5 separate regions of the Mus musculus genome follow, and regions 2, 3, 4 and 5 are each linked to region 1. A link is a contact called in public HiCAR-type and promoter capture Hi-C data. All regions are on one chromosome and are shown on one strand. The core of a region is the stretch at or near the end of the contact, and the rest is flanking DNA. Distances in the headings are between cores, read along the strand shown.

Region 1 (5,089 bases), core at 2,257-4,756:
CAGTAGGATCTACAGCGTTAGGAATGACGGACACTATTTCAGGATTCAGTGCTGCTCTGAGTACAGTGTTCTCCTTACTAGTGTAAGAGACACAAATGATGTGGTTTGTGTCACAAAGAGACACAGTTAGAAGCTTGTTTGTAAGCACCGAGCTGACATCAGCAAATCCGAAAAGGGAATGGTCTGTGAAGACTGTCTGAAGCCCCATTGTCTTGGCGTGGAAGAGAGCATCATGGGCCATGGCAGAGAAAGAACTGTGGGAATGGATTATCGTAATTCTCTCCCGAACAAATATGTACCTGAGCAATGGCAGACTGTGAAAGAGAGTCGTGGCTGTAGATTGGTTGTACATGACTCTCAGAGGCAAATAGTAAACTTTGAGGCCATTGGTGAGGTAACGGACGCCCTTTCGATTTCCATAAGCATGGGTGACAGTTATGACCTTGTGCCCTCTCTCAATGAGGCACTGAGAGAGCTGGTAAATGTGGCTTTCCACGCCTCCCATGTTTGGGTAGAAAAAGTCTGACACCATGCATATATTATGGGTGCAGGTCCTATCGTCGGAAAGGTTTCCAGAGCTACCCGGGGAAGGCGACACTGAAGGAGGCTGGCCTTGCCCACCTCCTCTTCTATTGGCCATGCTGAGGTGGTCCAAGCATCAGTTCTCAGAGCAAGCCAGTTAAGAAATGTGTCTTCTGTCACCTGAAAGAGAAAAGCAGGACATCAGCTCAAAACTGCATCTCCTTTCATACCTCAAATCCTGTTAGAAATAGTTTTAATGTTAAGGCATATTTTTAAAGTTTTTCACTTAGAAATAAAAGCAAAGCACACTATAAACGTATTCATTTGAGAACATCTACTTGCTTAGCAGGGTGATGCCATAGGACAAAAGAACTGAGATTCTGCAATGTGTTAACTGAGCTGGGAAACTGGTCCACTTTTAAACGTTGTGTCACAGTGCATAATGGTTTGCTACAAAACCAATTCTTTCAAAAAATTAAACATCCATTTCCCTGCTTCTCTTATCACTCTTATCAGCTTATTAAGCTTTCTTACCTATTAAATCACTATCTATCCAACACTACACAGACTAAGAGTTTTCTATATGTGGCCATAGTCTAGTTGACAGACCTATACAAGGTATCAATTATATAGTGTAAATGCAAAGCCAAAAGCTTAAAGAAGTTAGAACACAATGTGCCAGGCTATTAGCGACCATACCTTCCCACATACTTTTAAAGCCAAGTTTTAGCTTATAGCTCATGCTGACCTTGAATTCAATATTCCTGGCCTCAGTCTCCTGAGGGCTGGGATTACAGGTGTGCACCACTGCACCTAGGAATCTCCCTTGCACTGGGACCATGTAAGCCACAGGACATGGTAAAAGGGACATGCAGATCTTTGACCTCAGCCTATGAAAGGTTCGATGGCTTTTACTTCTGGAGTTATCATACAGCTACTAGGTTAGAAGGACATGGGGGAGACAATGAGAGGAAAAGGGCTTACAAGCTACATGGAGAGATAGGGACCCAGCCACCTCTACATTCTTACCTGCGCCCAATTTCTAGCCAGACCTCTAGCTAAATGCAGCCTTCTACAGAAACCCCTGAAAAGACTCATAAAAGTACCACTAGCTAAGTCTAGCAGATTCCAGAGTCATGAAAAATAGCAAAAAGGCTGTTTTATAGCACTGCCTTTTGTTCTGGGTTGTGAAGCAGAAAAGGATACTAAAACAGGCTAGGATGTGAATCTAAGTATACTGGCACATTGTCTATTTTTACGAACAAATTTTTACAGGAACCTGGCTTGCCCATTCACTTATATTCTGAATGGCTACTTCTGTGGCTTTGAAAGAAATCAGATGACCCACAGAGCCTAAAATATTTACCATCTGGTTCTTCACAGAAAATGTGCTGATTAGGGCTGCACAGCTTAGCTAGTGACCCAGTACATCCCATAAGGCTCTGCTGGTATTATCTCTGTGGTTTCCTTTAAAATGTACCTGGAACTAGAGCTTTCTTTTTAAGAACACCCTCTTCAAGTGTTCCCTAGAGCTCATGCTGAAGACAATCTGGCTTCTCCTTCCTTATTCAAGGATAGCTATGCTTAAACTGCTCCCTTCTCTTTTCAGAACCCTTCTTTTAATTATGGAAGCCTTTCCCCTGAGCACCCTTTCAGTGTAGACCCTGAAAGGAAATGGAACAGGACACAGGCTTTACATGTGGGCTCTTTCCTACATCTAAGGCTAAGAAAAGTTCCCTTTAGGAGTTCCCTAAAGTGATGCTCATATGAAGTGCTCATTCAATACTCTGTTCTATAGATGCTTAGACTTTTAATGCCACAGCTTTAGAGATCTGGCAAAAATCCGCCTTAGTTGAGATCTACAAGTCTACAAAGAACTCAATGGAGGATTACTATCCTAACTCTCTGAGTTTCAGCTCTCACCTGCAACTACATGTGTCCATTTTCTCCCACAAATTCACCTACATTTAAAATCGTCTCAGAAATTCAGAGGGAGGAGGCAGGAAAGAAAGGAGCACGTGCTTGGGAGACAGAGAATTGAGGGTTCTAGGGCAGGGTAAGACAGCTACATGGGGGCACCCGGACACATAAACTGGAAAAAAAGAGGAGGGAAGACCAAATTTACAACCAGTAAGTAAACAAATAATGGAAGCAAGAAAATATGAAGTTTGCAAAAGGGGAAAGCAAAGCCTCAAGTGGCTAATGCTGTGCTACTGTCATGTGTCATCTAAACCTGGTCCTTTAGTCCTATCCCGTTTTAAGAAGTGAATGATAAGAACAGAAATAATGAACCAAATGAAAGTATGTGAAAATACTCACTGAATCTTGGCTTCTATAAGTGAATAGAGGCTGTAAAATCTGGTCAATTCTCTCTCCAGCCCTACATGCTAAGCGATCTGTACAACTTCCCTACCCAAGCCATGTAAATGACAAAGTCAAGAAGTCCTCAAAATTCTCAATCGTGCCCAGGGAACTCCCTTATTAGTAGAAGCTTCTGAGGATCCTTAGAGGGGGCTCGGACAGGGCTGAGAAATCAAGAGAAGTATACTTTAATCCAGTCCCAAGGCAGTGCACACGCACTCCCTGAGAGGCAGCTCGGGTGTACTAGAGCCAAAGAGGATCAGCCCGGGTCCACCAGCCAGCACCCCAGGATGAGACAAGATCCGGCCAGACCCAAAGGGACTCGGAAAAACGTCCTAAGATTCCAGTCACTCGCTCTACTAAACTCAGTCTAAGAACCAGTTCCAACCCTCAAGGCACCCTCAATCCCCATTTGATTACGGAGACCCACGGACCCGACTTCCGGGCCTCAGATAGAGTAGGCTTCACCTCCTCCACAGCCTGCCACGGTCCTGTGAGAACGGCACAACCCCATCCAGAGAGACCGAGAACGTTAGAAAGGACAGCCAAGACGCGTACTTACCCTCCAGTCCCATGGCCGCCACTGTCCGGACCTCCCGCGGCAGTTAACAGAATCCCGCCCCGCTGCTCCAAAGCACCAATCAGAAGCGTCCGCGATCCGAGCGCCGCGCCCCCATGATAACCAATCACACAGAGGTTCTGAATTACGTAGAAGAGAGACGCCCAGTCGGGCCCAAGTCTCTAGCGCGGGATTGTAGCGTCAGCGAGCGCAGGAGCACGTCTCCTAAGAGCTGCGGAAGGTCCCGGGCGTAAGTGCCCTGGTTGCTTAGTTACTGCGTCTCTTTTCAGGAAGCCCGGTCTCTCCCCGCCTCCTTCCGGTTAGAGAGACCAGGCGGGGCCGGGCCGGGCCGGGGGCTGGGGGGAGGAGCGGGAATGCGGGGAGGGCGGGGATAAGAGGAAGGGCAGGGTAGGGGGCGGGGAAATCAAGGCCAGGGCGTTTCTAGTCAGTATGGTACCACAGCCAAACCAACCACATCCATTCTTGTTATTCTGGCAGGATTGCTAAATGTGATGCATAAAAGTACAAAAATAAAGAAAAATCACAGCAAGTCAAAACTAAACTCTGAACTTTGAATCTTAGATCTACATATCTGTGCGTGTCCTAAAGACTGAGGACTTTCCTTTTAAAAGTTCAGATTTTGTTTTTGTCTTACAACTCTATGGGGGGGGGGGGGTGTCAGGGAATCTTAGGTATAACCTGAAACGCTCCCGCTCAAGCTGCTGCAGTCCTCAGCCAAAACTGTCTTGCGGTCTGGAGCCAGATTGTGCTTGGCCAAGAAGACAGAATCTCTCGATTGTTGTAATAGTCACCTGCTCTTTATAGTTGGTACCTGCAGATTCCCCAGCATGGCCATTCCTGCATTTTCTAGAATAAATTGTTTTCTAAGCAACAACACCATCACCATGACTGGCATCCACTTGAAGCTTGTGGTAAAGTTAAGGGTATTTTCTAAAACAAAACAAAAAGTTGTGCCAGGTGTGGTGGCGCACGCCTTTAATCCCAGCACTTGGGAGGCAGAGGCAGGCAGATTTTTGAGTTCGAGGCCAGCCTGGTCTACAGAATGAGTTCCAGGGCAGCCAGGGCTACACAGAGAACCTGTCTGGAAAAACAAAACAAAACAAAAAAGTTGTAGCAGATTTGAACTGTAGTATTCTGCCTGAACGACCACAAAGCATGCCTTCAAAGACTCTCAACCAGTGTGTCAGGACCCCTTTGAGGTATCCTGTATAGGAGGTATTTACATGACGATTCATAATAGTAGCAAAATTACAGTTATGAAGTAGCAAAGAAAATAATTTTATGGTTGTGGGTCATCACACCACAGCATTAGGAAGGTTAAGAAACACTGCTTTAGAGAACGTTCTTGGAAGCCACTAGAATTTGACTAAAATATTGCTGTGCTGGATATTCTGATGATAAGGTATGAAGGCAGCCAATGCCAGTTGTACTATCAAATAGTCTAAAAAGAAAAGATGTCAAATAAAGTAGTCAGCATCTTCCCTTGAAATTTAGTTCTTTGCAAATTCATATGTAAATAAGCTTCCTTGGATAATTTTAGAGTGGGAGGCACCTCACACATGTAGTGAAAGCTGGCTGGCTATCTATATGCAAAGTACACAAAGAGAAAACTTGGCAAGAGTACTA
Region 2 (4,892 bases), core at 526-3,025, 1.5 Mb after region 1:
TATTTATTTATTTATTTATTTATTATATGTAAGTATACTTCAGCTATCTTCAAACATACCAGAAGAGGGCATCTGATCTCATTACAGATGGTTGTGAGCCACAATGTGGTTGCTGGGATTTGAACTCAGGACCTTTGGAACAGCAGTCAGTGCTCTTAACCGCTGAGCCATCTCTCCAGCCCTATTTTAATCTTTATTATGCTTTATTTAGTGTGTGGGGTTTGGGGAGAACACAATGCACACTGATACAGACAAGAGAACAAGTTTCAGGAGTGGGCTATTTTCTTCTGCCATGTGGAGATCAGGGCTGAGCACGTAAACTACCAGGGTTTTAAATTCTAAGTGCCACTCATTTGGTTGTTTGGGAAAGGGTCTCATGTAGCTCTGGCTTGTGTTGAACTCAAGATCCTCCTGCCTCAGCTTCCTGAATGCTGAGAATACAAGCATGTATCACCCCATTCAGCCAGGTCTATTCCATATGTGTGCGCATGATTTGCTGTGTTGGGCATGTGTTTTAGCAGTCTACCACTGACTGAGCTTCAGTCCCAGTAAGTTCTCTAAGCTATTGTGTGAAATACTTTAAATTTTATTTATGGTATAGGTAGTCACAGAGCCTGTGTAGAGATCAGAGGACAGAGAACCTGCAAGGGTCAGTTTTATCAGATAGGTACCAGGAATCAAACTCAGGTTGCCAAACTTGGTGGCAAGTACCTTTACCTGCTAATCCATTTTACCTACCCACTGTAAACCAATTTTTAATCTATAAGTACCCCACCCCAACTTCTTCCTTACAATTAATTTCCTTTCTTTCTTTCTTTCTTTTTTTTTTTTTTTTTTTTTTGGTATTTTGAGACAGGGTTTTTCTGGCTGTCCTGGAACTCACTTTGTGGACCAGGCTGGCCTCGAACTCAGAAATCCTCCTGCCTCTGCCTCCCGAGGGCTGGGATTAAAGGCATGTGCCACCACGCTCAGCTGATTTCCTTCCTTTTTTCCTTTAGGTTTTTTTTTTTTTTTAATGTTCTGCTCTTGACACAAGAACTTAGGTAGCCCAGGCTGGCCTAAATCACTATGCATTACTCCCAGCTTTGGGTTAAACTCAGGAGGAGGCTTGAGGCCTCCTTTTCCAAGGGTGGGGGTGTAACCCGGTCCAGCTGGCCCTAAAAAAGGAGGCTGTCATCTCGAGGTAATCACAAAGTGAGACCAGGTAGGAGAGCCCCCAAAGATGCCAACCACACACCTATAAAGCTGGGGAAAATAAGCCGGGCGTGGTGGCGCACGCCTTTAATCCCAGCACTTGGGAGGCAGAGGCAGGCGGATTTCTGAGTTCGAGGACAGCCTGGTCTACAAAGTGAGTTCCAGGACAGCCAGGGCTACACAGAGAAACCCTGTCTTGAAAAAGCCAAAAACAAAACAAAACAAACAAACAAACAAAAAACAAAGCTGGGGAAAATAGAAAAGTGGGTAGAGAGCAAGAAGAGCTCAGCGGAGAAAACCCTTTTGGCCCTTAGCCTCTTTTCCAAAAGCAGGGGGAGGCGGGGAGGCGGGGAGGCGGGGAGGCGGGGAGGCGGGGAGGCGGGGAGGCGGGGAGGCGGGGAGGCGGGGAGGCGGGGAGGCGGGGAGGCGGGGAGGCGGGGAGGCGGGGAGGCGGGGAGGCGGGGAGGCGGGGAGGCGGGGAGGCGGGGAGGCGGGGAGGCGGGGAGGCGGGGAGGCGGGGAGGCGGGGAGGCGGGGAGGCGGGGAGTCGATGCAGAGGGGGCGGAGCCTTAGCCGGACATGACGCATGCGCGGCCAGCTGAGCCGCCGTCAGAGAGGGTGGGCCAAGCTTCGGGAGGTCTCCGGTTCCGGTCAGTCTCCCTCGAAGACCAGCGGAGTCGGATCAGCCAGTGGTTAAGGGTGCCAGGGCTCTTGGGCGAGGGGACCGCGGCAGAGGCGGCGGTGACCCCGCGGGCGGGATGTTCGGAGGGTTGAGCAGTTGGCTGGGCTTGAAGCCGCCCGAGGGGGCGGCGGCGGAGGGAGAAGAGCCTCCCAGCCGGGACGGGGACAAGCTGTCCGCGGGAGCCGCGCCTTCTGAGGAGAGCCCCGAGCGGCCCGTGGAGCCCACTGAGGAGCAGCAGCAGCAGCCGCCGACGGAGGACCCACAGTTCCTCCACCAGGCCAAAGGCCTTGGCAGTGAGTTCTCTCTGGGACCTGAGAGTGGACTGGGAGGGGACGCGGGGATGTTGATGTACGAGGAGGGGGACGGTCCTCTCTGACATGGGCTAGTTGGCTAAGGAGCTGGACAACGCCAAAGTTCACCAAGCAGTCACTTCATCTCCTCGACGTGCCTAAGGACTTGTCGCTTTCCTGCAAAGTTTGTAAACTTGGGAAGCCGGAAAGCGATCAGTGTGCTGCTGTCTTCAGGGTTTTGACAAGGAATTCGGTTTGTTCAACTTGAAAACGTTCATTTGAATCTCCAACTCTGACTCCCAGCTAGAATTGGTTTAGAAAAATGCCTTTTGTCCCAAGAAAGGACTGAAAGGTATTGTCTAAAGTAACTTCGTTAAGTTACTCGAGCCGTGGTGGTGGCTCACGCCTTTAATCCCAGTACTCAGGAGACAGAGGCAGGCAGATTTCTGAGTTCGAGGCCAGCCTGGTCTACAGAGTGAGTTCCAGGACAGCCAGGGCTATACAGAGAAACCCTGTCCAAAAAAAAAGTTACTCGAGCCATAGTCATTCATGCCTTCTTTTGATTTTTTTGAAGCAGGGTCTCAATCAGCCCTAGATGGTTTCGAACTTGCCATAAAGTCAAGGATGACCTTGATCCTCTCACCTCTGCTTCCCTGTCGCTTCGCGATCAGTATTTTTTTTTCTTTTCCCCTTTCAGCAGGACCTTTTTCCCTTAAGGTGGGAAAGAAGGTGCCAATTGTCTGCTATACTCAAGTTCCAGTGCTAGATCTTTGGTGAATAATAAATCCCTCATTTCATCTATTCACAATCCCCAAGGGGTTGGGGAAACAAGTCCAGCGTTTTACTGATAGTAGTACAAGTAGATTTTGAGCCAAAAATCTACCTGATTTCACTTTCCAATTTTATTATCCAGTTGAACAAACAGTAGTTCTTAAGAATATAAATACCTGCTGTATTAATTCTCGAGAGACTTTGGCAGGCTTACATAGTTAAAGAATGTGATTTGGGGGGAGGTGGGCCCTAAGCAGAAGTAAACATAAGAGAATTGCAACAAAAATATCTACTAAATTTTGTGAGGCTTTTTGTTCTTTTTGAGATAGCCAAAGCTGGCTTCAAATTCATATGGCCAAGGCTGGCCTTGAACCCAGCCCTCCTTCCTCTCTCCCGATTACTGGAGCTCACCACCACACAGCCACGAAATTTTGAAAGTTTTAAGGACTTATCAAGTCAATTAAGGGTGTCAAAGAACAAAGACGCACAGACTTCAGCAGGAAAGGTCCTATTGTTCAAAATGTTTGACTGTAAGTTAGAGGCATAGGGGAAATAGCCACAGTATCAAATTTTAACAGTACATTATCTCAGCCAAGACTCCCGAAGACTGGACAAGGAAAATAAAACTTAGTGTGATACCATGAAATCACTAGAAAAAGAGGATGACTATTTGCAGCTTAGAAAATTGGGAAAGAGTAGATTTGGAATATTTAAGGAATGTGAGAAGGGTTCACTGGAGCAGAGGTTGTAGTGTAGTTGGGATAGATTAACGTGGGATAAAAGTCAAGTATGGTGGTGACATAGGCCTGTAACCCCAGTATTTTGGGGTCTTAGGAAGATCAGCAGCAGTTCAAGGCCACATGAGACAAAAAACAAAAAAGCTGGCCAGGTGATAGTGGCTCTTGCCCTTAATCCCAGCACTTGGGAGGCAGATGCTGGCAGATCAGGTCTACAGAGTTGGTTCCAGGACAGCCAGGATTACACAAAGAATCTTCTCCGCCCCTCTGTCACACATACCAAGCCAGCAATCCTAGCTATTTAAGAAGCTGAGGCAGGAGGCTCTCTGGATCTAGACCTGCTTGGAATGTGAGTTCAAGGCCAGCCTTGACAACCTAGACCTTACCTGTAAAAACAAGAAACTTCTGATTCTCCTGTTTGTGCCTCCCAAATGCTAAGGTGGACACCATTATGCCTGGCTAAAATTTCCTTGACTTTTTTTTTTCCAAGACTGAAGAACTTAGGGCCACACATATGCTAGGCCTCTGAGCAGTATCTCCTGCCATCTTTCTTCATAAGTTTCTCCAGGGTTTCTCTTTTGGTAGTGGTTTTTGTTTGTTCTTTACCAGATTGTCTTGATGTTTGAAGAAAGTGAGTTTAGATGGAACTCCCCCACTGCCAGAAGAAATTGTTTGGTAAAGTTCCAGGATAAATGAAAGCTCTTGCTTGCTTCTGTAATATATGTGACTTTAGGAAAATGTCAAAAGTGTTTAGAGAGGCGAGAGAAATTACTAGAGATGTTTTAATTTTCTTCATATTGGCCCTAAAACAAGTTTTTTTTTTCTCTAAGATCTATTTGTGGACTTTTCTTAGTTTGGTTTTACGGTTTTGTTGTTTGGGCTTGGTTCTGGGTTTTGGGGTTTGTTTTTTTGGTTTTGGGGTGTATCCCAAGGCTAGCCTCAAACTTCCTACATAGCTAAGGCGGACTTGAACTCCTGCTTCCACCTCCCAAGAATATTCACTGAACAGCAAATTTAGCCATACCAAGCCTGCTTCCTACCTGTGTTTTAAAAATTGAAGTATCTCTGAACTTGATTCCCAGTAAGTAGTTTCTTTAGACCTTTGAAATCTACTGGAATTCACTGAAAGTTCCATTTGTTAAGCAAACATTTGTTGAATCCTTACCTTCAGGGATGCTAAGTACTTCCTGTTTAGTAGTGTGGTTTGAATGTGCTTGGC
Region 3 (4,650 bases), core at 1,186-3,685, 1.6 Mb after region 1:
GATTCATGAAGGGTGTGTGTGTGTGTGTGTGACCTGGCAAAAGCTATCTTTTGTATAGTTTTATAAGTTACATTATCATTGTTGCTACAGTTTATTCTTTGTTTGAGCCCAGGTTTCAAGTACTTTTATCATTTGTGCTACAGTGTATCCCCCGCCCTACCCCCCTTCTCAAGTTACTTTATCATTTGTGCTACAGTGCATTCTTTCTTGAGGTGTGTGTGTGAGAGAGAGACAGGGTCTCACTGTGATAGCTCTGGTTGGCCTGGAACTTGGTATGTAGATATTAAGCAAGACTAGCCTTTTTTTGTTTGTTTGTTTTTCCAGACAGGGTTTCTCTGTATAGCCCTGGCTGTCCTGGAACTCACTTTGTAGACCAGGCTGGCTTGACCGCACTACTCTGCCTGGCCTTGTAACTATGTAGCCAAGATTCTCTTTTCTAGTTGTAATTTTGACTCCCCCAAAGCTGGGATTACAGGCATGCCTAGTTGGCATACTAAACAATCAGAAGTAACTATACTCTCAAATCTCCTGAAAAAATTAACATATTGAGGAGCAATTTTCTTTTCTTTCTCCCTTTTTTTCCCTTTTGTTTTTTTGAAATAGGGTTTTTCTATGTAGTCCAGCTGTCCTGTTATACACCAGTGCCAGGCTTCTTTTCTTTTCTTTCTTTCCTTTTTTTTTTTTTTTTTTTTTTTGAGACGGGGTTATGTAATACTGGCTGGGCCTGAAACTCATTAAGTAGGCCAGACTAGCCTCAAACTCACAGAGATGCACCTGTCTCTGTCTCCTGCATGGGGGTCTCCAAAGGTTGCAACACCACAGCAGGTTAAGGAGTAATTTTCTGACATCTGTTATAAACGTATGAACTGTAAATGAGATTTTCTTTCTAAGTCCAAAAAAACCCCCAAAACTTTGGGCTGGAGAGCACTGACTGCTCTTCCAGATATCCAGATTTCAATTCCTAGCAACTACATGGTAGCTCACAACCATCTGTAATAAGATCTGATGTCCTTCTGGTGTGTCTGAAGACAGCTACAGTGTACATATTTGTTATTATAAATAAATTTTAAAAAGAAGACAGCTACAGGGTACTCATCATATATAATAAGTAAATAAATAAATAAATAAATAAAATCTTAAAAATTTTTTTTCAGCATGGCTGGGTGTGGTTGCACACGCCTTTAATCCCAGCATTTGGGAGGTAGAGGCAGGTGGATTTCTGAGTTCAAGGCCAGCCTGGTCTACAGAGTGACTTCCAGGACAGTCAGAGCTACACAGAGAAACCCTGTCTCAAAAAAACCAAAAAAAAAAAAAAAAAAAAAAAAAAAAAAGAATTTCTTCAACTGAACTGAGCTGGAGTGTAGTTCAGTGGTTGAGTGCAGGTGTTGTATGTATGAGATCCGTGGTTTGATAATGAGCACCACAAAAAAAAAAAATAACAATAAAACCCCCAAACAACATTAATAACAAAACCAACCCTATTTTCTCCTAAGAATTTGCTCATTTGAAATTTTCAGTCCCTCAAGTTATTTAAGTTTTGGCTCCTGGTATCACTGTTTTGTGTTCAACTGTAGGAAAGTATATTTGTACAGATTTTCATAGTGAATTATTTCAATTCCGGATTTTGTGATGGTCAGTGACTTCTAGACACTAGGCCACTAAGGATCTGGTTCCATTAAATAGAAAACAGGGGATATTTCTGAGTGACCTTCTCTAACATATCAAGAAAAAAATAACTGTTTTAGTAAACAGAGTTCGTGATATTTTTAATTAGCAAAACATATGGTGCAAAAAGCAAGACATTTTAAATACGAATTAATCTTGAACTAACATGGAGAACTGTACTTGAAGCCAGATCAGTTGGGCAAAGGTGAATAGGCTTCCAGCCCAAAGGAACTCTGGACAGTTAAACCTTGGGGAGAACTCTGGTAGAGAGGCTGTACTCTGGGCAAGTGTCCAATGTTCCAAATTCTGAGACTGCATCTCCCACCTCGAAAATAGCGAAGTTAAAAGAGTCTCTTATTCTCAAATTATACTTGCACAATTATGAAGAAGAGCAAAAAAAGCAAAACCACAAAGAAGTGTCTCTGATTCTATTCCTTCTCAAACTCTGGAAGATTTTAAAACTTTTCTTGTAGGTTAATAACGACTACTTTCCGGTACCGCGACATTGCCGCTCAGAGACTACAAGCCCCAGAAGGCTGCACACTCAGCACAGCGGGTACTCTTCCCCCAGGACGCTCCTATCCGGATTCATGGCTGGACGCCGGGGCCGCACATTCTTCTGGGACTCGTAGTCTACTCCCTTTCCCGGTCCGCGCAGACTCCAGCGGCCTCTGTCTGCCCTTCGGCCCTAACAGAAGCCCAGCCCAAAATTTTACGCTCCCCACCCCCAACAAACTGCCTTTCCTCAGGAGCCAACCTCCTCCGGTCACGTGAGAAGACTCTCACGCTACGATTGGTTGGGGTGTAAAGGGGGCGGGGCTGAAGCCCCTGAGAGGTTCCGTGCCCCTGGTCCAGCCGCTTGTTTGGCTGCTGCCGTCACCTCATGGCGACTCGGCTTGAGGAGGTAACGCGAGGAAGAGGCGGCGGTACTGAGGAGGCTAGTGAGGGCGGACGGGGCGGACGGCGACGTAGCCCCCCGCAGAAGGTCAGTGGAGGGGACGCCTTCGTTGTGGTTGGGTCGCGGGGATGATTGGGTTACCCTTTTTGGGGTTCACCTCTTCACTTACCCCTTTACCTTTAGCTACGGGACGAACATCCGGCCCGTTCCCCCTTTTCCTTCAGAAGAGTGACGATAGTTGGGGAGCAGGTGCGGGGTGGTTGTGACTGAAATGGATCTGGTGAGAAGGGACGGTGGTTGGGACTTGGGGACACTACGCCTAGTAGGGGGCTGAGGGAGGACATGGTGGACCCCGGTCTGAGAGGGTGAAGGGGTGCTAGGCAGGGGCGCTCCAGGTGTGACAGCCACGTGCGGCGGGTGCTGCCCCGGGTGTTGAGTCTTCAGCCTGTGTGGTCACCGGGCACTGGGACTCCGCTGCCCAAGGAGGTGACGGGGTGGGGGTGGGGGCTTATCGGGGTACGGGGTAGCCCTCTCCGTGTTGGGCAGGTGCGTAGGGCGCGCGCTGCGGGGTGCTCCCCGGCCTCAGAGCTGAGGCTGTTGCGCAGTAAGATAACAGCGCAGAAGCCGGGGCTGCCTTTCGCCCCTTCCCCCCTTCCCCTTGCCCCCCCGCGGTCCCCCGCGACACTGCGCGGGTGGCTACGCGGGGGACGCCGCGGGGCTCCCGGGATCCACAACGGGGCTTGGTCTCTGGGCATCATGGACCTGCCTTGAGTGTGAGGCTGGGGATGAGGTGGTGATGCTGGGGAACCAGCATCATCTTCTGATAGCTGTCTCCGGCTTCCTGCCACTACCCTCTGTTTCTTTTCTTTCTTTTTAATTTGATAAGTGGAAACTTGAGTTTCCTCCTGGGCTTCGGTTTTGGTCTTTCTTAATCTAGGAGAAGAGCTGGACTGTTTGTTTCCCCTTGCCTTACTTGACTCACGTCAAGGAGTTTTCAGTGTCTCCCTGGATACAAGAAAATCGAGATCTCTTTCAGAATGGGAGAAATCCACTTGTTCTGGAGCTCAGTGGGTGGAGTTTTGACAATGATTGCACAACGAGTAGGGTACAGGGCTTTCAGGCCCAGGAACCAAGAACTGGGGTGTATGGTATTGAAAAAGTGTAAATTCCATCCCTTTGCCTTGCAGGAGAACATACTGAAACCGCTTGACTTGTTGGACACCCTGCTTGACCACTGAGAGCTATTTAATATTACTTAATTATGTATTTGACTAATCTTAAAAGCCACTCCTGTATGAAGTTACGAAATAATATTTTTCTAATGCGATTCATGAACTTCAAAAGGGAGAACAAAGGTCTGGTTTACATTTGAGCAGTGTCAAGAATTGGCTTTTTGGGGCCTGTTCCTTTTTTCCCTCACTTTTTTTTTTTTTTTTTTGTGAAATCGGTTACCCTGTAGCAGGCTGGCCTCATTTGACTATGTAGCCCAGGCTTGTCTTGAAAGTACCATTTTCCTCTTGCCTTTGTTTCCTGAGTGCTGAGATTACAGCAGTGAGCCACCACTCTGGCCTGGGGTGCTTTATTTCTAAGGTCCGGTATTTTCATGTTCTATTCTGTCTCATAAAAGAGGGACCTACTGCTTGGGACACTGGAAAAGTTGTGGCCCAACAGTTCTTTAGGGATTCAGCACTGTCACTTTGGACATTTATTCCCTGAGGGTGGGGAGCCAAACTCAGTGTTTGATTTCATAGGTTCCCCAGGGGAAACCTCTGATGATAAAAAGCCACTGCAATTGAGGACATAAGTTCCCTTTTATGCCACTGGAATAAGGACAGAAAGTCACTGAATTAGGAAGTAAGGTTTAATTAACTAGTATTTTAACCTATGAGGCTAAGACTCTCAGAGTTCAGAGCTTTGGTTAATGGCTGTATATGAATAGTCTTGTATGTCTTTTATTTTTACTACCTTTGTATTTCTTTGCTCATGCTCTTTTGGGACTCTTGGTTTCTATCTTACTATAAAATGGAATAGAAGCTAACATTACATTTTGAATCATCAGTTCAAAATTGGGTGAACATCTTGTGTCA
Region 4 (4,932 bases), core at 1,834-4,333, 1.7 Mb after region 1:
AGAGGGGGGGGGAATATGGTCTTGGGGCTGGAGATGGCTCAGTGGTTAAGAGCACTGGCTGCTCTTTCAAAGGTCCTGAGTTCAATCCCCCAGCAACCACATGGTGGCTCACACCATCTGTAATGGGATCTAATGCCGCCTTCTGGTGTGTGTCTAAAGACAGCTACAGTGTACTCATATAAATAAATCTTAAAAAAACAAAAACAAAAATCCATGGTCTTATGAGTATACCTCAGGCAGGCCTATAACTTAGAATTATACCCATGTGCCATCACACCCAGCTCATTCTATTTTTATTCTATTTACTTATTTATTTATTGTGTGTGGATATGCATGTCTACAACAGTGTACATGTGTAGATCAAAAGACAACTTGCAGGAGTCAATGCTTTCTAGTTCTGGAGACTGAATTCATGTTCTTAGGCTTGGAAGCAAGTGCCTTACCATGCGAAGCCACCTTGCCAACCCTCAGTCTATTTTAGAATCTGTTCAAAACACCTTAGCCACAGAGCACATGCCTACTATGCTGAGGCCCTGGGTTTGAACCACCTCCAGTGCTGAAAAAATTAAAATCAATGCCTATAAGCCCCCATTATGTAGCAATTCAAGACTCTTCTCACTGGACATTTAGATTTTTAAAATGGAATTTTAACATAAAAAAACCTGCAAATAAAAAACATGAGATTTTGAGACAGCAAGCCCACATCTGGAAGGTCAATATTCATATATGGAACCTAGCCCTTTCAAGTGATTTTAAAACTAGCTTCTTTTTACCACTGGTCACAAATTCTTCCTTGTATATTAGTTTCATTTGACCCTAATTATAGGCTCACTATACAAAAAAAAGACAAAAAAAAAAAATCAATATACTTTTAAGGTATGTGCCCATATTCCTATAGAAAAAGTACATGCCAGGCTGGTGAGATGGCTCACTTGGTAAGAGCACCCGACTGCTCTTCCAAAGGTCTGAAGTTCAAATCCCAGCAACCACATGGTGGCTCACAACCGTCCGTAATGAGATCTGATTCCCTCTTCTGGAGTGTTTGAAGACAGCTACAGTGTACTTACATATAATAAAAATAAATAAATCTTTTAAAAAAATTACAAAAAAAAGGTACATGCCTACCTAAAGGTAGTCTAGTGAAGGAAGTGCCTTGATTCTGGAGCCAACCGGTTTTGGTTGGTTGAGCCCTAGTTTGTAAGCTATGAGATCGCCAGTAGTGAGCGCTTGAGCACCGTGCTTAAAATTCTCATCCCCTTTCCTCACTGGTAAATCTCTGAATCGCAACAGTAGTTCTGTTATGAGGCTTAAACTCTTCAGATGTGTCAGGTTCTATTATTCTAAGTGCTCCATAAATATCAGTAATTATGCCAAATCTTACAAATATTCAAGAAAATCACTTAATGCATCAAGCCATAATAGCTTTTAATTTGTTATGTATGTAATCTTTCCTATTAAGTTTGAAAATAATGTATTGATCTAGAGTCCAGAGATGTTGGTCATGGAATGGCAAAATAGTCATCGTTTCCTATACACAGTATTACACAATATTCTCTCCTCTCAACACACCTCTACGATAGAAACCATCTTAAGTTTTGAACAACCACTTGCCGCCTCACCCTCGGCCTAACCAATTAGGTATTTATGTTCTGTGTGTAAAATAACATTAACAATACCTAGAAATTTAACATGGTACTTAAATCTACACAAAATAGAAGTTGGCAGAAACCCTTACTTAGTCACTTCAGGAAGCCACTGAACGGTAAGACTGGGCCACTGAAGAGCATGGGTCATAACCAGGTCATACAGAAACGGTGTATTCTTCTTCCAGATTTTATACTCTTCGTTGATGACACGCTCCTCCACAGTATCTTCAAACACTGAAATTTGGAGAAAGCCCACAATTAAGTGGCTGAGAAGGCTCGGAGTCAAAGGCATGGCTACGGATCCTGGAGGTCACCTCGAGACGGCCACACCTTATCTATTCTTTCCTTTTACCTATCCTGCTCACACGAACTGCTCTCCCACAAAGTGAGAAGATCAACATCAGGAAGCGTTTTCGCCTCCACTTCCAAGATCGGGATTCCGGCGCTTACCCGAATTGGGTCATTAATTGCCCTACCACCGAGCTCGTCAGCCTTTTTATAGCCGCTCGCACCTGTTCTACGATGATCCGCATTGTAAACCGGTGCCCCGACCCACTCGAATAGATCCAATCCACGTGGAACAGCAGCAGCCCACAGGCCTGCTCCCTCCACCCCCCACCCTCGCAGGAGGCCCCAGCTCCCCACCAAGCCACGATCGGCAGCCATAGTCCGGCGGGATCCAGCTCCTCCCCCCCCTCCCGACACGGACACGGGCCGCGACCCCAGACGGACGACGACCACGCGCACGGAAGAATCCGCGCCCGCCGCTGACTTCTCGGGCCGCGAGCGCCTGCGCCCCCGAGCCAAGGGCGTCGGAGGGAGCTAGGCCGCGGGGTGGGGGTGGGGGTGGGGGAAGGGGGGCCTCTCTCTCGGCCCCCGCGCCCGGCTCCGGAAATGCTCCCGGCCCTCGGCGGCGACCAGGCCCCGTGTCGCGCAGGCCCCCTTGCAGGCGCGCGGCGAGTCTCGCGCCCAGCCCCGCCCCCTGCTCCTCACGCCAATTCGCGCCTTTCGTCAGCGCGTGCCGAGGCCTCGGGAGCCCGCCAGCCCCCCGGAGTCCCGGCGCCCGCACGCCCGCCCGCCCCACAGGGCAGGCATCCTTACTCTCTTTACTCGCCATCTTGCGTCGGGTCGTTTCGCCCCCCTTGGCCGCCTCGGACTTCTCTCTCGCTAGTCAAGAGCAGCCCGGCAGGCGCTCCTTGCCTCTCCCAGGCACGTCACGCAGTCCTCGCTCGGAAAAGCCTGAGTTCGGTCTGGCCGTCTGGGTTCTCCCCCCAGACGCCGCGATCTCCTCTTCTGCCTCCTCCCCGCTGGCGGGTAGCGAGGTCTGAGCCGCTCTCCTCTCTCTCCCTCTCGCCAAACTTGGAACGAGACTTTTCAACCCGCGCCTCTCAGCCCGCCCAGGCAGCTGAGCGCAGGCGCAGCCGCCCTGGGAAATTGGAGAGGCGGAGAAGAGGCGGGCCTGGGAGCCAACGGCTCGGCGGCTTGGACCAATAGCGTGCGACGGGAGGGTCTGACGCGCTCTCCGGGGGTGGGCTTCTCGAGAGTGGGTGGGGCGTTCCGCGGCAGGAAGTCGGCGAGGCGCAGGCGCGAGGCGTCACTCCCCAGGCTGGCCGCGGGGGCGGCTGGGCCCGCGCGGGGGTGGGGCGGATGCGAGCGCGGTGTGCAGGCTGCGCGGGGGCTGCGAGCCCCAGGGCCAAGAAGCCTGGGGCCCGCGGGGCGTGGTTGCTTAAAGCAGCAGCCGCGGCGGCGGCGGCGGCGGCGGGGGTGTGCGAGGGGGGCAGGGAAGCTGCAGCCGCCTTAGCAAAGCAAAATCTCAGAGCCAGTGAGGAAAATGGTTTCCTGGTCTCGAGAGATTACACTGCCCGCAAAGTCTCCCAGATAATCACGGCCACGCAGTTTTCTGCACCCCTCAAAGGCTCCCCCATTCAACTGTATCGAGGGCCCAGTCGAGCTCTGGTGACATTTGTCATAAGCGAAAGGGACCTTTAGGAGAGACCTTGGGCGGGTTTTTCTTTTTTCTCCCAGAAGCTGGGCAGACCTTTATTTAAGGCCTGCGATGGCGCAGGCCTTCAATCCGCCCCTCGTCGAAAGTTGACTTAAATGACTTTTTGTATGTTCACCTTTGTGCGTCCTTAACCTACTGGTTCTTTAGCTTCCTGCTGCTGCAGGGGATTTTGTGCCTGCCACTGCTTCCCTATCTCAGTTCCTGCCTAGGCCCCTGCTGAGTCATTCTTGTCACCTGAAGGGGTCCCATTTTGACCCTGCAGCTGGCTGCTGAACTGGAGAGAGCTGGGCTGGGCTAATCTAGGCCTGCATACCTGAGCTCTGCATTTCTCTGAAGCTTTTTAGCCTTGGGGGGGGGGGTGAAGAGAAAGCCACATGATCCCAGGGAGAAAAAGAGGGCCAGAGCAGAGGGGCCCAGGCGCCTACGCTTAAAGGGAACCACAGTCTACATCTAAACTCAGAGGCTCTCCTTGCAGAAACACCCCCGGAACATTTGTTCCCTTGATAGCTTTCCAAGTGCCTTCATGCTTAAACGCAACCATGCAGAGGCCTCGAGGATGCTCTCTTTTCTGATCGAGAAACCAACTCAGACGTTACTCTAGTATGTGACAGAAACAGTCACGTTCCCTTATATAGAAATTTACTGTCTTGGGTCTCTTGTTTTCCCATGTGGTACAATTCATTATTATAACGCCCTCCCTCCATGTCAGCTCCAAGAATCTTGCTGGTGACTAACGCTGAAGAGGTGGCTGGAGGCGGGAGGGGGGCGGTTAGAAGAGTGGAGTAGCATGGGTCCTCCGAGTTCTAGAACACTGGTGGTCAAACTTTTTTTTTTTGACAGGGGTCAGGCAGCCTTCGGTGTTGTAACACAACAGCCATAGAAAATATGGATAAGCCTGGCCATCTTCCAGCAAAACTATAGACACTGAAATCTGAACTCTGTGTACTTTTCACAGGTCACAAAATATTCTCTCTCTGTGTTTTTTTTTTCAATCACTTGGAAATGAAAAAAATCATGCTTTGCTTCAGGGCCATGCAAAAGCCCCTTGGTGGGCGAGATTTAAAGGACTGGAGCTTGTCCACCTTGTTCTAGAATAATTGTGTCCTACAGCTCTGCTTCAGCAGGAACTATGTGTACTCAGAGAAGACTTGAGAGGTGATTTCCTGTCAGTAATATAATTTGCTCATTTTGATGAGTAGTTATGATTTCTAAAATAAACGTTTAAAGGACTGAGCGAACCTGGTGTGTAATCCCAGTCCGTGGAAACTGGAGGTAGGTAGG
Region 5 (4,850 bases), core at 1,197-3,696, 1.8 Mb before region 1:
GTGGAGGCTTATAAACAATAGAGATTTTGTTCTCACAGTTCTGGGGGCTGGAACGTTAAGGATCAAGGCAGCAGTGGTTGTTTGGTAGAGGCTGTTTACTGGTTCACAGAAAGCCAGCTCTGAATTCCTGTGTCTTCATGTGGTGGAAGAGACTAAGGGTCTCTATGGAACCTGTTATAAGGGTATTCGTTAGCTTCCAATACTAGTATTGGAATACTAGTATTCTCAGGATCTCAACATATGGAGTTGGGGACACAAATGTTCAAGTCATAGCAGAGGCACTCATTTCCAGCTGACTGTAAAGATGGCTGAGTTTTCTTCATGGCCTCCTCTTATTGTGAGGCTCTCATTGAATGGTTATTGAGTAAATGAATAAGTGGATGGATGGATGGATGGATTGATGGATGGATGGATAAGATAGACCCAGTATCAGGCCTTATTATTGGAGCCTGAGGCTCTCCACTTTATCACCATGAAAGGGTTGGGCTGGCCATATAAAGAATAGCTACTCTGTGTTTTTTCTTTCCCCCATTCTGTTTAACTCAGTCTCCCCTCTCAGAATGATACCCACCTTCATTTTGTTCTTTCTCTGCATATACTTGCTTATTTATTTTTATTATTTGTTCCTTGTCAAAGGGAGAGGAAAGTAATCTCTCTGTCATTCAATTTGTTCCCTGCCATACCTATTCATGCTTTGTCCCTCTGCCTAGCCATGGGTTTCAGAATATCCTTTGTGTTTTGTGGGTCACAAAATAAAAGCATAGCACACACAAGGATAAAATATTAGTGGGCCAGACAGCCAACATTATGTCAAAAAAAAAAAACCCAAAGTAATTGCAATTCATAATTCTAAGAACCCTCACACTTGTTTTTATTCCTCAAAATGCAATTGAATTTGAGATAAAGAATCAAAATCCTTTATTCAAATTATATTGAAGTAGCTTTCTATCGCTAAACAGGTCATATTTGGGGAGCAATTTCCCAATATGTAAAATGAATAATAATTGCTTTAGAATAATCATAATTACATCCCCAAAAGGGAATTTTATCTCAGTTCATTTTTTCCCCTTTGTACTGTTGAATGACTGATTCTGAAGTAATTACGAAGCACAGCGTTCTTTCTTGCCACCGAATGGCATGCCTATTATCTTGCCTGTGTCCTGTGTTTCCCTGCAGCCCCACATGCATTTGAAAACAGTGGTTTTGTGATTTAAGCTTATGGTACAAAATGCCAATGCTAATCGACCTTTGAGTGTGAACATCTCTGTACCATAGCAAAGGGCCATGAAAAAAAATATGTAGGCGTACAGCTATGAGACATTTGGTTTCCACTGTGCTAAGGGGCTCTGCGTGGGTAGTGTGAGCAGACTGAGGTCTTACAAAACCCTGCTCATCTCTGAAAGAGCTGCCCCCTTGGCTGTGGCTTCTGAGCGCAGGCTTTCTGAACCTCTTTGCAGATGGGGTAATGGGGTCTGCCTTCTTGACATGTGTGTCTATTACCTTGCTGCTGGGGCAGCTGCATAAGTATCAGATCCTATCAAGAAGGGTGGGTGATAGTACTCTGTTGGCACAATCCACTCATCTAGGATGGTGCTCACAAGTTCATAGAGAGGCAAGCTTCGAGGGTAGGTGGGTACAAATCCCAACCTTGCTTACAGCTCACCAGGTGATGCAGTAGGCCTGTCCATGTGTGGATGTGGGGGATACTGAAGTGAAGCTAGGTGTCGCACCATAGGTAGTTAGCTTTGACAGAAGCCACCAGGTAGAGCTGCTCAGAACCCATTCTGGCACTGCCCTTACTGTGGTACTTTGCATGATCCAAACCTATCTGAGCTAGTGTTCTTTCATAGATTGGGAGAGGACCACCATACCTCTCTTAAGAAGTTGTTAAGAACATGAGTATACAATGCACTCAGATATATATTTGTGGTGCAGGCCTCATCCTTTACACAGAATCTCCCCATTTTGAGCATCCTGGAAGGGCCCTAGGCATGGCTTCTTCAGAAGGCAGTGTGTGTGTGTGTGTGTGTGTGTGTGTGTGTGTGTGTATGTGTGTGTGTGTGCGGGGGGTGGGGGTGGGTTAGAGGGCAGCTTTTGGAAGTCAATTATCTGCTTCCACCATGTAGATTCCAGGGAATCAATCAATTCAGGGAGTCGGGCTTGGCAACAACCTTCCTTACCCACTTAGCCTTTTCTCTGGCCTCCATGTTTATGGGTAGAAGTGTAAGTTAAACTTCATGTACACACACACACACACACACACACACACACACACTGTCACACATTCCTTTTAGTAGCATTGAATGGTGCTTTTCTTGGTTTTCTCATTTCATGAAGGTTCCATCACAAGACCAAGATTTTGATCTCTGGAATGACTTCTAAGCCTGACATTCATTTCTTGGGTTCAGAGCTTTGTATCTGTGCATTCAGACCCTCTCTCTAGCACTCCACCACTCTCCTGGCGCCAAGTGTGTATACACAGGGGATGCCAGGATGGGGGATGAAGGTCACAGCATAGCCAGCTCTCTTTGGCAGGAGGCAGCAGCTACCCAGAAGCCATTCTCCCACTCCCACAGTGTCCTTGGCTTACATTCCCAGCAGTTGTCCTCCTTGCTGTTCTCCTGTCTTACTCATTGTCACTCACTGTTCTCAAGCTGTCTTTTTCTGATTTCCTTTTTCTTACTCCTCCTACTCCCCTCCTTTTCTTTATTTTTGAGCTTCCTTGTCTACTTCCCACCAGTCACTAGAGCACATGCATGAGTACTCGAGTGCGCGCGTGCACATGTGTGCTCACTCACACGCACACACACAGCCCCTGTGTGTGCATGCATATTTATTATTTGTAAATTTAGAAACCGGATCTCATTAGCTCAGGCTGGCCTCTAACTTGCTATATAGCTAAATGACCTTGAACTTCTGGTCCTCTTACTTCTACCTCCCAAGTCCTGGGATTGTAAGCTTGCTCCACTATACCCAGTGTATAGTGGTGCTTGGGATACAACCCAGGGCCTTATGCATACTTGGCAGGCTATCCATCAATGCTACTACTTCTGACATCTAGGGAAGTGATGACTTGCCTCTTGGTCCAGTGGTGACTTGCACCATGTCATAGGAGGGGCTTGAATGCCTCGGACTCCACTGGCAGCATTTCTCGTCTAGTGGTGCTGGAGGGGTTAAGGGTGCTGGAGAAACAAGAGTGTCCTTTCCTCCTCAAGGACTGCCTCTTAGCTAAAGCTAGATCTTTGACTAGACTGCAGATAAAGACTTATAGAATGAGCCCGAGGGAAGGATAGTTAGTGAGTTTATTAAAGTAAGGGAGAGGTGTACCTCAATGGGTAGAGCGGTTGGTTACTAAGCATGAAAACATGTATTTAATCCCAACATTGCATAAAGTTAGTGTGGTGGCACATGCCAGTTATCACAGCACTCTGGAAGTAGAATCAGATGAATCAATACTTCAAGGTCATCATCCTCAGCTACACAGGGAGTTCAAGGTGAGACTGCTGACACAATGGCTATGAAGGTATAGGTGTAAATAAGGAAATTGGTTTTGTTCCAAGCACGAAAACCTGACGTTTTTTCATCTCGATTCCATGACACAGTAATAATGTGTTTCCCCTACCTCCTAGCCTACTCAACCCAGTTCCAGCCTGCAAGAAATGACACTAGCTACAAGAGATGCTTTGTGATATTGCTGGGAGGGCTGCCTGTCTTCTAGCATTGTGTGCTCAGACATTAGTGTGGCCTTCTGACAAAGCAGGCTATGAAATGTGCCCCGTGACCATTGGACCAGCAAGACTGCTTCACAGAACCAGGCATAGCTCCTCACACCTGTAATCCTAGCACTTGGGAGGTAGAGGGGAGGCTCAGAAATCCAAGTCCATCCTTGGCTACATAGAAAGTTTGAGGCCAACCTGGGCTACATAAGACTGAAAACGGAAAGAAAAAAGAAATGATTTCTAAATTGATTGCATCAATTATCACTATTTTGACACACTGTACTGGAAGGGACAGCAGGTGAGTCACTGTCATTTAATTTCTGACCCTTCGTTTTTCATATGCCCCCAAAATGATACAAATATTTAAGAGTCTTGTTTTTTGTTTTTCTTTAAGTGGTTTCCAGTACCAACCAGCACTACAGTAAATTTTCAAATGCTTTCACAGGCTCTGAAAGACCCTGTCTAGAGCAATTAATGGTTACTTCCAATTGCTCTCCAGCAAAAATGAATGTTGGGGGGTACTGCTCAGGGAGGGCAGAACATAAGATCTGGCTGGAGAACGTTCCAGTCTCTTCAGAAAGCCCCTTCTTGCCAAGCAGTTGCCTGACACTTTAAAAGGAAGCTGGTCACACGGTTTCAGAATGAAGTGATCCCTTAGAAGATGGGGATACATCCTTATTCCCCTTGCCATCTGGGAGTTCATCTAAGTGAGATGTTGCAGTTAGAGTGTATTGGGTCTTATTCAACGTTCTGGGGTTCCAGGTACAAAGCAGCTGGCTTTAGCACTGTCAGGGAGACAGCAGCCCCAACCAGAAGCCACAATTTCATCTAAGCTGAATTCCATGATTGATAGTCACCTACCACACTAGACTCCAGGCCAGTGTAATTGTACTGAGGATTTGGCTCTACCAAAAGAGCCCCAGTGGGAACCAGCCCTAGGCTGGGAACTCTAGCTTCATCCCTGTGTGGAAACTGTTTCCCCAGTGTCCTCAAAGTCAGGGACTCCTACCAGGTACCTATGGAGCCTAGACTTTAAATACACACACACACACACACACACACACACACACACACACACACACACACACACATACACACACACACATCCAACTGTGAAAGAGAGAGAGCAAG

What was found. Promoter capture Hi-C pulls out the DNA fragments that hold promoters and counts their contacts. HiCAR-type assays count read pairs that join an accessible place to other places.
Region 2: a contact with region 1 is called in a promoter capture Hi-C map of the SN4741 cell line, with 7 times the contacts expected there. The contact joins the promoter of Syap1 here to the promoter of Piga in region 1. A contact is called at or near these places in 7 of 39 promoter capture datasets (the SN4741 cell line, cranial neural crest, erythroid cells and 3 more) and 2 of 9 other capture datasets (adipose tissue and liver).
Region 3: a contact with region 1 is called in a HiCAR-type map of astrocytes, with 6 times the contacts expected there. The contact joins the promoter of Txlng here to the promoter of Piga in region 1. A contact is called at or near these places in 1 of 39 promoter capture datasets (pre-B cells), 1 of 115 datasets of contacts at active chromatin or transcription factors (astrocytes) and 1 of 9 other capture datasets (adipose tissue).
Region 4: a promoter capture Hi-C map of pre-B cells shows a contact between it and region 1, with 11 times the contacts expected there. The contact joins the promoter of Rbbp7 here to the promoter of Piga in region 1. A contact is called at or near these places in 4 of 39 promoter capture datasets (the C10 cell line, liver and pre-B cells) and 1 of 9 other capture datasets (liver).
Region 5: a contact with region 1 is called in a promoter capture Hi-C map of hippocampal neurons, with 4 times the contacts expected there. The contact joins the enhancer-like site here to the promoter of Piga in region 1. A contact is called at or near these places in 5 of 39 promoter capture datasets (3T3-L1-derived adipocytes, cranial neural crest, hippocampal neurons and 2 more).

Annotation. Positions count from the first base shown.
Region 1 is chrX:164,418,197-164,423,285 of GRCm38.p6, reverse strand. It overlaps Piga (phosphatidylinositol glycan anchor biosynthesis, class A), which reads right to left and starts at 3,506. Exons shown (of 6, transcript NM_011081.3): 1 at 3,446-3,506; 2 at 1-702. The coding sequence starts at 640.
Region 2 is chrX:162,885,345-162,890,236 of GRCm38.p6, reverse strand. Syap1 (synapse associated protein 1) reads left to right here and starts at 1,775. Exons shown (of 9, transcript NM_025932.2): 1 at 1,775-2,168. The coding sequence starts at 1,952.
Region 3 is chrX:162,827,239-162,831,888 of GRCm38.p6, reverse strand. Txlng (taxilin gamma) reads left to right here and starts at 2,435. Exons shown (of 10, transcript NM_178935.5): 1 at 2,435-2,650. The coding sequence starts at 2,549.
Region 4 is chrX:162,758,523-162,763,454 of GRCm38.p6, reverse strand. It overlaps Rbbp7 (retinoblastoma binding protein 7, chromatin remodeling factor), which reads right to left and starts at 3,083. Exons shown (of 12, transcript NM_009031.3): 1 at 2,748-3,083; 2 at 1,736-1,880. The coding sequence starts at 2,763.
Region 5 is chrX:166,223,532-166,228,381 of GRCm38.p6, reverse strand. No RefSeq gene overlaps it. Among named protein-coding and RNA genes, the nearest start is that of Gemin8, 56 kb to the right of the region's middle. Within about 2 kb of position 2,446, at least 3 of the 459 cell types and tissues checked have an H3K27ac peak or open chromatin away from gene starts, as enhancers often do. A contact at or near this core is called in hippocampal neurons, where this site is marked.